2 separate regions of the Ovis aries genome follow, and region 1 is linked to region 2. Evidence: chromatin contacts called from public Hi-C data. All regions are on one chromosome and are shown on one strand. Each heading gives the region's core, a stretch centred on a gene start, on an enhancer-like site or on the middle of the called end of the contact. The rest is flanking DNA. Distances are from core to core; before and after follow the strand shown. Region 1 overlaps DTL (denticleless E3 ubiquitin protein ligase homolog). Region 2 has its middle 18 kb from the start of NENF.

Evidence for each region. A called contact is a pair of places that touch in the nucleus more often than the background predicts.
Region 1: a contact with region 2 is called in a Hi-C map of liver, with 7 times the contacts expected there. The contact joins two enhancer-like sites. A contact is called at or near these places in 13 of 16 Hi-C or Micro-C datasets (blood, hypothalamus, liver and 6 more).

Annotation. Positions count from the first base shown.
Region 1 is chr12:70,915,123-70,919,070 of ARS-UI_Ramb_v3.0, reverse strand. It overlaps DTL (denticleless E3 ubiquitin protein ligase homolog), which reads left to right. Exons shown (of 15, transcript XM_004013903.6): 12 at 1,287-1,376; 13 at 3,879-3,948. Among named protein-coding and RNA genes, the nearest start is that of DTL, 36 kb to the left of the region's middle. Within about 2 kb of position 1,305, at least 3 of the 54 cell types and tissues checked have an H3K27ac peak or open chromatin away from gene starts, as enhancers often do. A contact at or near this core is called in liver, where this site is marked.
Region 2 is chr12:70,594,384-70,598,809 of ARS-UI_Ramb_v3.0, reverse strand. No RefSeq gene overlaps it. Among named protein-coding and RNA genes, the nearest start is that of NENF, 18 kb to the left of the region's middle. Within about 2 kb of position 2,894, at least 2 of the 54 cell types and tissues checked have an H3K27ac peak or open chromatin away from gene starts, as enhancers often do. A contact at or near this core is called in liver, where this site is marked.

The sequences.
Region 1 (3,948 bases), core at 56-2,555, 320 kb before region 2:
CAGGGCAAATCAGATTCTGCTCTTTGTCTTCTTTGGCTTTTTGAATCATTACATATGTGCCATTTAACCCAGGAGAGGAGTAGTAATAATTGAGTTGGATACTTTATGAATCAGTATGTCGAATCTCTTAACTACAGTCTGAGGAGTCGATTAACTTACTTAGTCATTGTTCCAAACATTCTTCCCAGAGTGCCACCTCCTTCTTCATATGAATGAGCAATGGTTAAGAGTCTCAGGTAAATGAGAAGAGAATAATTTCTCTTTTTCAAACACATATGCTAGTAATAGCTACGTGAGTCTGTCTCTTTGTGTTGTGCTGATTAATGCCCATGGCCTCTGACAGGGATTGACAGCTCTTGAATGAGTCAGCTGTCAAACGCATATCACTAATAGCATTCAGTGAGGGGGAAAATACCATTCTTAGTCACCTGTGTAGTACTGCACAATGTGACCCTTCTTTTGTACATTAAAATGTGACAATACTTAACTTGAAAATTCAGTTTCTTTAAGCAAATGAACTGAAAATAAAATTTCAGAGAAGTGTTTTTTTTTTTTTTTTTTTCCCAAAAAAATACCAAAGTGCCATGTAGAATATAGCTTTTCCCCCTTCAAAATGAAGGAGTATAACTTTGGGCTTTCTTAGAAGTCAGTTGAGTTCTTTTGGAAGAAAGACTATCCCCTTGTCCCAAGAGATCTGCTACCATTTCTCAAGTACCTTCAGGATTTAGTATGTGCAGTGTTCCTGGAAGTAGCTGACTAGAGAAGATCTAAAATTTAGTCTAGGTTCCACTTGAAGTGTTATACCTAGCCACTGAAACTCACCCTTTCAGTCTTGAATTTTAATCAAAATATATATAACTAAGACAGAGGATGAGATGGCTGGATGGCATCACCGACTCGATGGACGTGAGTCTGAGTGAACTCCAGGAGTTGGTGATGGACAGGGAGGCCTGGTGTGCTGCGATTCATGGGGTTGCAAATAGTCAGACACGACAGAGTGACTGAACTGAACTGAAGTAGTCCTGATTTGAAATAAGAGCTGTCCTGGTATCTTACCTCATACTATTTACTTATTTTGGCTGTTTTCCTTCTGTTTTCTCAGATTAATGACAGAAATACTTTCATTGCCCATTGGGCCTCTTTTTCTGAGCTATAACTAGGCATGTCTAGGGATTTTTGGTAACAACTCTACAGCTGTCTAAGGTACAAGTATGGATAAATTTGAAGTCGAGGTCTGGAGACCTAACACTGCCCTGCTGACTTGTTTGTTTTTGATGGTGTGATAGGTCTCCATGCCCTGGCATCCTCCCACCGTGCTCCTGGGTCATTCTCAAGAGGTCACATCTGTGTGCTGGTGTCCATCAGACTTCACAAAGGTTTGTAAGCGAATCTATATCATCATTAATCACACATTCTGTTTTTTCCTGCTAAGTGTATTTCTTGGTTCTCTGGAGTCATTCCTTTCCTAAACATAGCATTTAAGTTTTTAACGTTAGTAAAATTTCATCTTAAAATTAAGGCGAAAAGAAAGTCTAAAGTGAAGAAAACTAGTGTTTCTGACTTTGTATATATTATTAATGTGTGTTAAAAGTAACATCTTGACTGTTCTTCACAGACCAGTTTGGGTTCACACATGCCTGAAAAATGCTTACTGTGAAGTCTTAAAATGTTTGGCTATCTGTGACTAAACTATGGGAGAAGTAACTCTAAACTGTTATAGACACTCTGAAAAGAAGAAAATATACTCACTTTAAAATAATTTTTTAATAGTGATACTTTAAACAAATTTTTAAAACCTGAAAGGCAGAAATCCCAGAAACAATAAATTCTACATATATATAGGGATTTCATATAATAGTGGCCCCAGTTCCACTCACTCTCCCAGCCCCCCACCTTTGGTCTCTGGGTTATTTTGGATTTACCGGAAATGTTCCTTCTGTGGAGAGCTCCATTTCGTCTATTATGTGTTAAAGGTTTGTTGCCTATTGTGCCTATCTGTTTTTCTATCTTTTAGAATCTTCTCATGGTCTTATCTACTCAGGACATCCCTGCTGGCTTTCAAGTACTCCTATGGATTTGCTTTTATTTCTGTATCCCTGTATAGCCATTTCTGTGATGAGCTCATGATAGACTTTTTTTTAAAATCATTGCTTTAATCACCAATAATTACATCCCAGTGACATTTTCCCTCTAAGTTTCCATGTGATTTCCAGTGAAATATCTGCTTTTAATGAGGAATTTTATATCTTCAGAGAACTTGAAGATGAATTTTTTTCAAATTACTCAGTTAATCATGTCATTTTTCTCCATCCATTGTATATTGTCCTTATCTCTATGCACAGGAAAGACTCAGAGGAAGTAGGAGCAGGGCTGTTTTCCCATATTCATTTAACGACCACCTTTTCAAAAGGGTCTTTAAAATAATTTTGTCCCTACCCTAGAATTAGGAATGTAAAATAACCCACTTTAAAGAAAAAAGGTTTAGACTTTGAAAAAACTTGGATTTAAATTCTAGCTCTGAGCTGGGAGAACGGGATAGTTAGGCAGGCAGGGAAGGTCACGAGCAAACCGCTATATTCAAAATGGATAACCAGCAAGGACCTACTGTATAGCACATGGAACTCTGTTCATTGTTATGTGTCAGGCTGGTTGGGAAGGGAGTTTGGGGGAGAATGGATACATGTGTACATATGACTGAGTCCTTTCACTGTTCACCTGAAACTGTCACAACATTGTTAATCGGCCATACCCTAATACAAGATAAAAAGTTTAAAGTTTGAAAAATAAATAAATTCTAGCTCTGCCACTGAATTGTGGTAACCTTGGGCAAATAACTCTATTCTTGTTTTGTAGATGAGGTTATTTGAGTGTCAGGCTTTTATATAATGAGAATTAAATACGATGATGTTAATTTTAGGACACTCAGACTTAATAGTTGCTCTGTAAGTAACAACTAGATAATAGACTATAGAACAACTGGGAATCCCAGGCATCTCTTTGAGCAGTTAAATATGTGTGTCTTCTTTTGGCCTCCCAGTAAGGAAAGGAAAAAGCTGCCAGCCTCTTGGGGGCCAAGACTTAAGAGAACGTGTGTTCTTTTTTTCTCTCTCTTTAGTTACTGAAATAGAGAAATTATATAAACAAATGCTAGGGAACAGCTCTGGTACCAGTGGCCATTTGCCACAAGCTCTTCAAGCCGGACTTTCTCTGCCATAAAAGGCTTGGGACCAAGATCAGGAACGGTCAGATATTTTTAAAGGGGCAAAGGTTATTTTTAACTTCTTTCAGGCTAGTGAACTTGTTGTTTTCCCAGATTGCTCCTTTACCTATCTGAAAAAGAATCTTAGGAAATGGTTTCAATCTACTTGTCACAGCATACTAGAGTCATGGGCTAATAAGTCAGATCTTGGGAGTGATCCCATTACTTGGAATAAGCCAGAACTTGAAGAATTCTGAAGAAAGTCACATGAATTGAATGTCAGTGACATAACACTGATCGATCACGTAAGAGAAAAGCAATGTCTTAATTATGTGTGTTTTGTAGTTATACAGAAGGTGATAATGATTTGCCCAACTTCTTGAAAATAAGATGAAATGAACCTGGTTTTATAGTAGAGCTTTAGGTTAGCTGAGAAATCACTGGTTACAAAAGTCATAACCACAGAGTGTATATAAAGAAGAAACTAAAGGATCCACTTCTTTGGAAATCTGGAATGATTTCTGAAAACAAGCAATGAAAGTATCTGACCTTTTAGGTAGCATTTTCTATATCAGACAGAATAATTCTCTAGTCATGAGCCCTTAAAGACATGTCTGCTTTCTACTTTGTTGTGAATCTTTGATTGAAAGTTACTAACTCCCTTTCTGGTTCTCTGTAGATTGCTACTTGCTCTGATGACAACACACTGAAAGTCTGGCGCTTGAACAGAGATTTAGAGGAGAAATCAG
Region 2 (4,426 bases), core at 1,645-4,144:
TTGTGCAGAGGTGTTGGGCTTTTTATGCACCAGTTCTGGCCCCACCGCCCACCACTTGCATGGGATGGTAGTGCCCCCTGGCGGTTGATTCATGAAACTCTCCAGCAGCTGTTTTGCAAAGCCCCGAGGATTAAGCTCCCCTCAAGAACATCTATTTTTGGTTCCCAATTTTTCCATAATGAAATGCTAACAGGAGCAGCCAAAGGGCTTCTCAAAGGACTCAGAGGCTGCCTGCTGAAGCCCCACATTCTCCAACTGCCTGCTCCCCGGGGGGTCAGAGCTGTCCTTCATTCTCAGGTCCAGTTTCTCCCTTCCATTCAGTTTGACTCAAGGGACCTGGGGCAGCGGCCCTATGCCCACTTTGCCGAGTGTGAGCCTGGCCTCAGAGGGAAGACCGTGTACACATTCAGAGTGACGTGTTGGAAAGAACACTGGATCCGGCATCAGGAGGCTTGGATGCTCGCCCCACGTCAGTCGCTAACTAGTGATGAGATCATCAAGACAATAATAGCCACGTTTATCCAGTATTTACTGAGTCAGGTGTCGTACCAAGAGCTTTACATACATTGCTGACTGATCGGTACAGCAAACCTCTGAGGTTGGGATTATTATTATTTCCACTTTACAAGTGAATAAATCAAGGCACAGAGAGGTTAATTAACTTCCCCAAGCTCGCAGAGTGTGTGGCAGAGTCAGGACTTAAGCTCTTGGCAGGATCCACAAATTGGTCTTTTTATTTTATTTACTTTTTTTTAACCGATATTTTTGATGTGGGCCATTTTTAAAGTCTTTATTGGATTTGCTATAATACTGCTTCTGTTTTATGTCCTGGTTTTTTGGCCATGAGGCATGTGGGATCTTAGTTCCCTGACCAGGGATTGAACCTGCAGCCCCTGCATTGGAAGGTGACGTCTTAACTTCAGGACCAGCAGGACAGGTCCCAGAGTGGTATTCTTAAATGTCCCCCAGGTAGCTGTGTTGTGGAGCCATCTTCAGAATCTATGGGGTCCCATCAGTTCTCACATTCAAGGAGTCCGGTGCCTTTGGAGGGTCAGGAAGTGAGGCGGTGATGAGGAAGAAGCCTAGGCTAGGCCCTCATCCCCGTGGGCGTACAGGTGTACCACAAGCCTGGCAGAAATGCCGCAGAGGTCAGGACAGTCCTCAGTCCACGATCCTCTCAATCTGGAAATGGTCTGTGGGAGAGGAGAGGAACTGCCTCTCATGACATTCTCGGAACTGGCGATGCCACCCACGCCGCTAATTCATACATCGCGGTTCATCTAGAACCATTTGATATTGTGAAGTCGAGTCATTTGACAGACACTTACAGAGACCTACTATGTGCCAGGCCCTGGGCCAGATTCTGAGTCTGCAGAGGTGAAGGGGCTGACATGACCCTGCCCTTGGGGGTCTGCTGTCTAGAGGAGAAGACCAGCAACACACCTCAAAAAACAGAACCCCCCATGACAGATGCTTCTAAGGGGATGGAGAGCACTAGGGTGGCAGAGGGACCCAATTAGACGGAACAGGCTGGGGAGGCCTCCACGAGGAGGTGATGTTTAAATGGAGTGCAGAGGAACACTTTTAGCCCATACTGCCTGTTGGTAGGGGCTTCCCTGATAACTCAGTTGGTAAAGAATCTGCCTCCAATGCAGGAGACCCCAGTTCGATTCCTGGGTAGGGGAATTCATTGGAGAAGGGATAGGCTACCCACTCCAGTATTTTTGGGCTTCCCTTGTTCAGCTGGTAAAGAATCCACCTGCAATGCAGGAGACCTGGGTTCGATCCCTGGGTTGGGAAGATCCCCTGGAGAAGGGAAAGGCTCCCCAATTCAGTATTCTGGCCCGGAGAATTCCATGGACAGTATAGTCCATGGGGTTGCAAAGAATCAGACATGACTGAGTGCTTTCACTTTCTGTTGGTAGAGGAGTCTCACTGTGTTTCCTGTGTAATGATCAATTTAAATGCAGAAGACTCTCTCCCAGGACAGGGGTGGGCATTTCCCCACCATCAGCCAAGATGTCCCTCCGGAGATGGAAATATTGAGCTTCCTTTTAATACAGGATCTCAAACCAGGGGGCTTCTTGGGGCTGGGAAGGTAATGGGTCCAGGGGCAGACAGTTCAGAATCAGAAAAGTACCCCCCACCCCAGTCAAGGCCATGAGATTGGCTGACTTGGTTCTGACACTCAAGGGGCATGACTCACAATCCAGCCTGCAGGGAGGGAGCTTGCGGTTTCAGTGTGTGTGTGCCTGTGTGGTGTGTACCTATATGTATGTATTTGTGTATCTGTGTGTGTATCTGTTTCTGTATATGTACACAGCTCTGTGTGTGATGTGTGTCTGTGTTTGTGGTGAGTGTATATGTGTGTGTGTATCTGTGTGTCTGTGTATGTGTACATCTGTGTGTGTGTGACGTGAGTGCCTGTCTGTGTGCACCTGTCTGTATCTGTGTGTATGTATATATCTCTATGTATACTGTGTGCATATCTGTGTATGTTGTGTGTGTACATCTGTGTGTGTGACATGTGTGTGCCTGTGTGTACCTGCCTGTATCTGTGTGTATGTATATATCTCTGTGTATAGTGTGTGCATATCAATGTGTGCAGTGTGTGTGTATATCTATGTATGTATCTCTGTTGTGTGTGTACATGTGCATATCTGTGTGTATCTCTGTGTATATCTACATGTGTAGCTGTGTGCATGTATATCTATGCGTGTATGTCGATGTGTGCACACACACGTGCAGGAGAACAAGTTTCCCCTCTTGGTGCGCTGGTTTTCTCTCTGTCCCCCTTCTGAGGCGCGGGGGCTGGGACTGGCACGCAGCTTCTGGCTTTGGCGGCGGCTCGCGATTCGCCTCTCTGCGGGTAGGAGGCGCTGGAAGAGGCCTGGCGCGCTGGAGGGAGCTCGGCTCGCCTGGCTCCCCTTCCTAGCCGCGGAAGCCGGGCTCCTCCCTGCTGCCGCAGCGAGTCCAGGCTGCAGGACCAGCGTTGTCGTCCTGCCCGCCACCCCAGAGAAGGCCCACCAGCCGACCCGCCCCCACCTCAGACTTCTGGGCCCAACCCTGCTCGGGCACCCCTGCTGCTGGGTTCTAACGATTCCGTACGCTGCCCTCCCGGGGCTTCCCGCGGCCGCCACCTCCCTGATACACGGTTAGGTGCTCCTCACCGGGCTCAGGTGGCCCAGCCCCTGTCCTGGCCTTCCGGGGCCTTTCGGGCCCTGGAAAGATCAAAAGCAGGTGCCCCTGCAGGTGGTTATTAATTGCTCCCTGTTGAGAAAGAGGGGCTGGCTTGTCTGGGAGAGGTCAGCGGGTCTGTTCTCAGCTCCTTCCTGCTTTGAGGACCTCCACGTGTCAGGGAGGAAAGACAGGGAGGAGAAGGGGACACGAGCGACCCCAGCTCCAGCCTCTCACACACCCACCCCATCCCACCCTCCTGCCAGCTGGCCCATTCTGCACACAGAGCGCTCTGGGGGGCAGGCTCCTCCTGAAGGTCCCCGTGTCCCTCCACCTGGGTGGAAGGACCTTTGCAGGTGACCGGCCACTGCACGGTCACCCACCCCTGTGGCTCACCCATAGGTCTGGCCAGCCAGCAACTGTGTCCCGACCAGGTAGAGACCCATCTGTTCCTGCCTTGGAAAATTTCAGAAACTGAGCTAGCTGAGGGCACCGTGGGGAACACTCCTGAGATAACCTCCAAGTGTGAGGGAACGAGGTGGAAGCTGCAGTGGGGGGACGGGGGCAGGACACTCCGATGCCTTTGGGGGAGGGACAGAGACTGGCTCCTGGGATCTTGGGCCTTTCTGTTTCCTTTTCTAGGAAAGCCCTTCTTTCCCAGAAAACCTCTTTTGCTGCAGTTACCTGGCTGAGTCTTTGTTTCTTGCTCCCAGAAAAGCCCAGGAGGTGGAACCTAAGGGGAAGAGAAGAGGAACTTCCCTGGGGGTCCAGTGGCTAAGACTCCACACTCCCCATGCAGGGGGTTTGGGTTCAATCCCTGGTTGGGGAACTAATCTCACATGCTGCAACTGAAGCTCCTGCACATGGAGATGAAGGCCAAATATCCTGCATAAAAAAAAAAAAGGCCCGGAGCAGCCAACTAAATGAACAAAAATAAGTACTAAACAAGACAAGACACCCAGCATGTACGGAGGACCTCTATGTGACAGGCACCGTGCTGGGGGCCTGGGCCCACGTGTGACAACTGAGGTCTGGTTAGTATCTTCAGCTGATGGCGGGGAGGGGAGCACAGTCTCAGAAGAAAGGGTGGCCCAGAGCCAGACGCCAGAACCTCACAGAACGGGCGGGACCGGTGGCAGGACGCTGGGCCGCAGGCAGGAGCAGCCGTCTGCCCTCATGTATTTTCTCCTTTGGTCTAGCTCTTCTGGTTTTGAAGCCGGGGGAAATGCAGTTTCTCAACCAAAAGTAA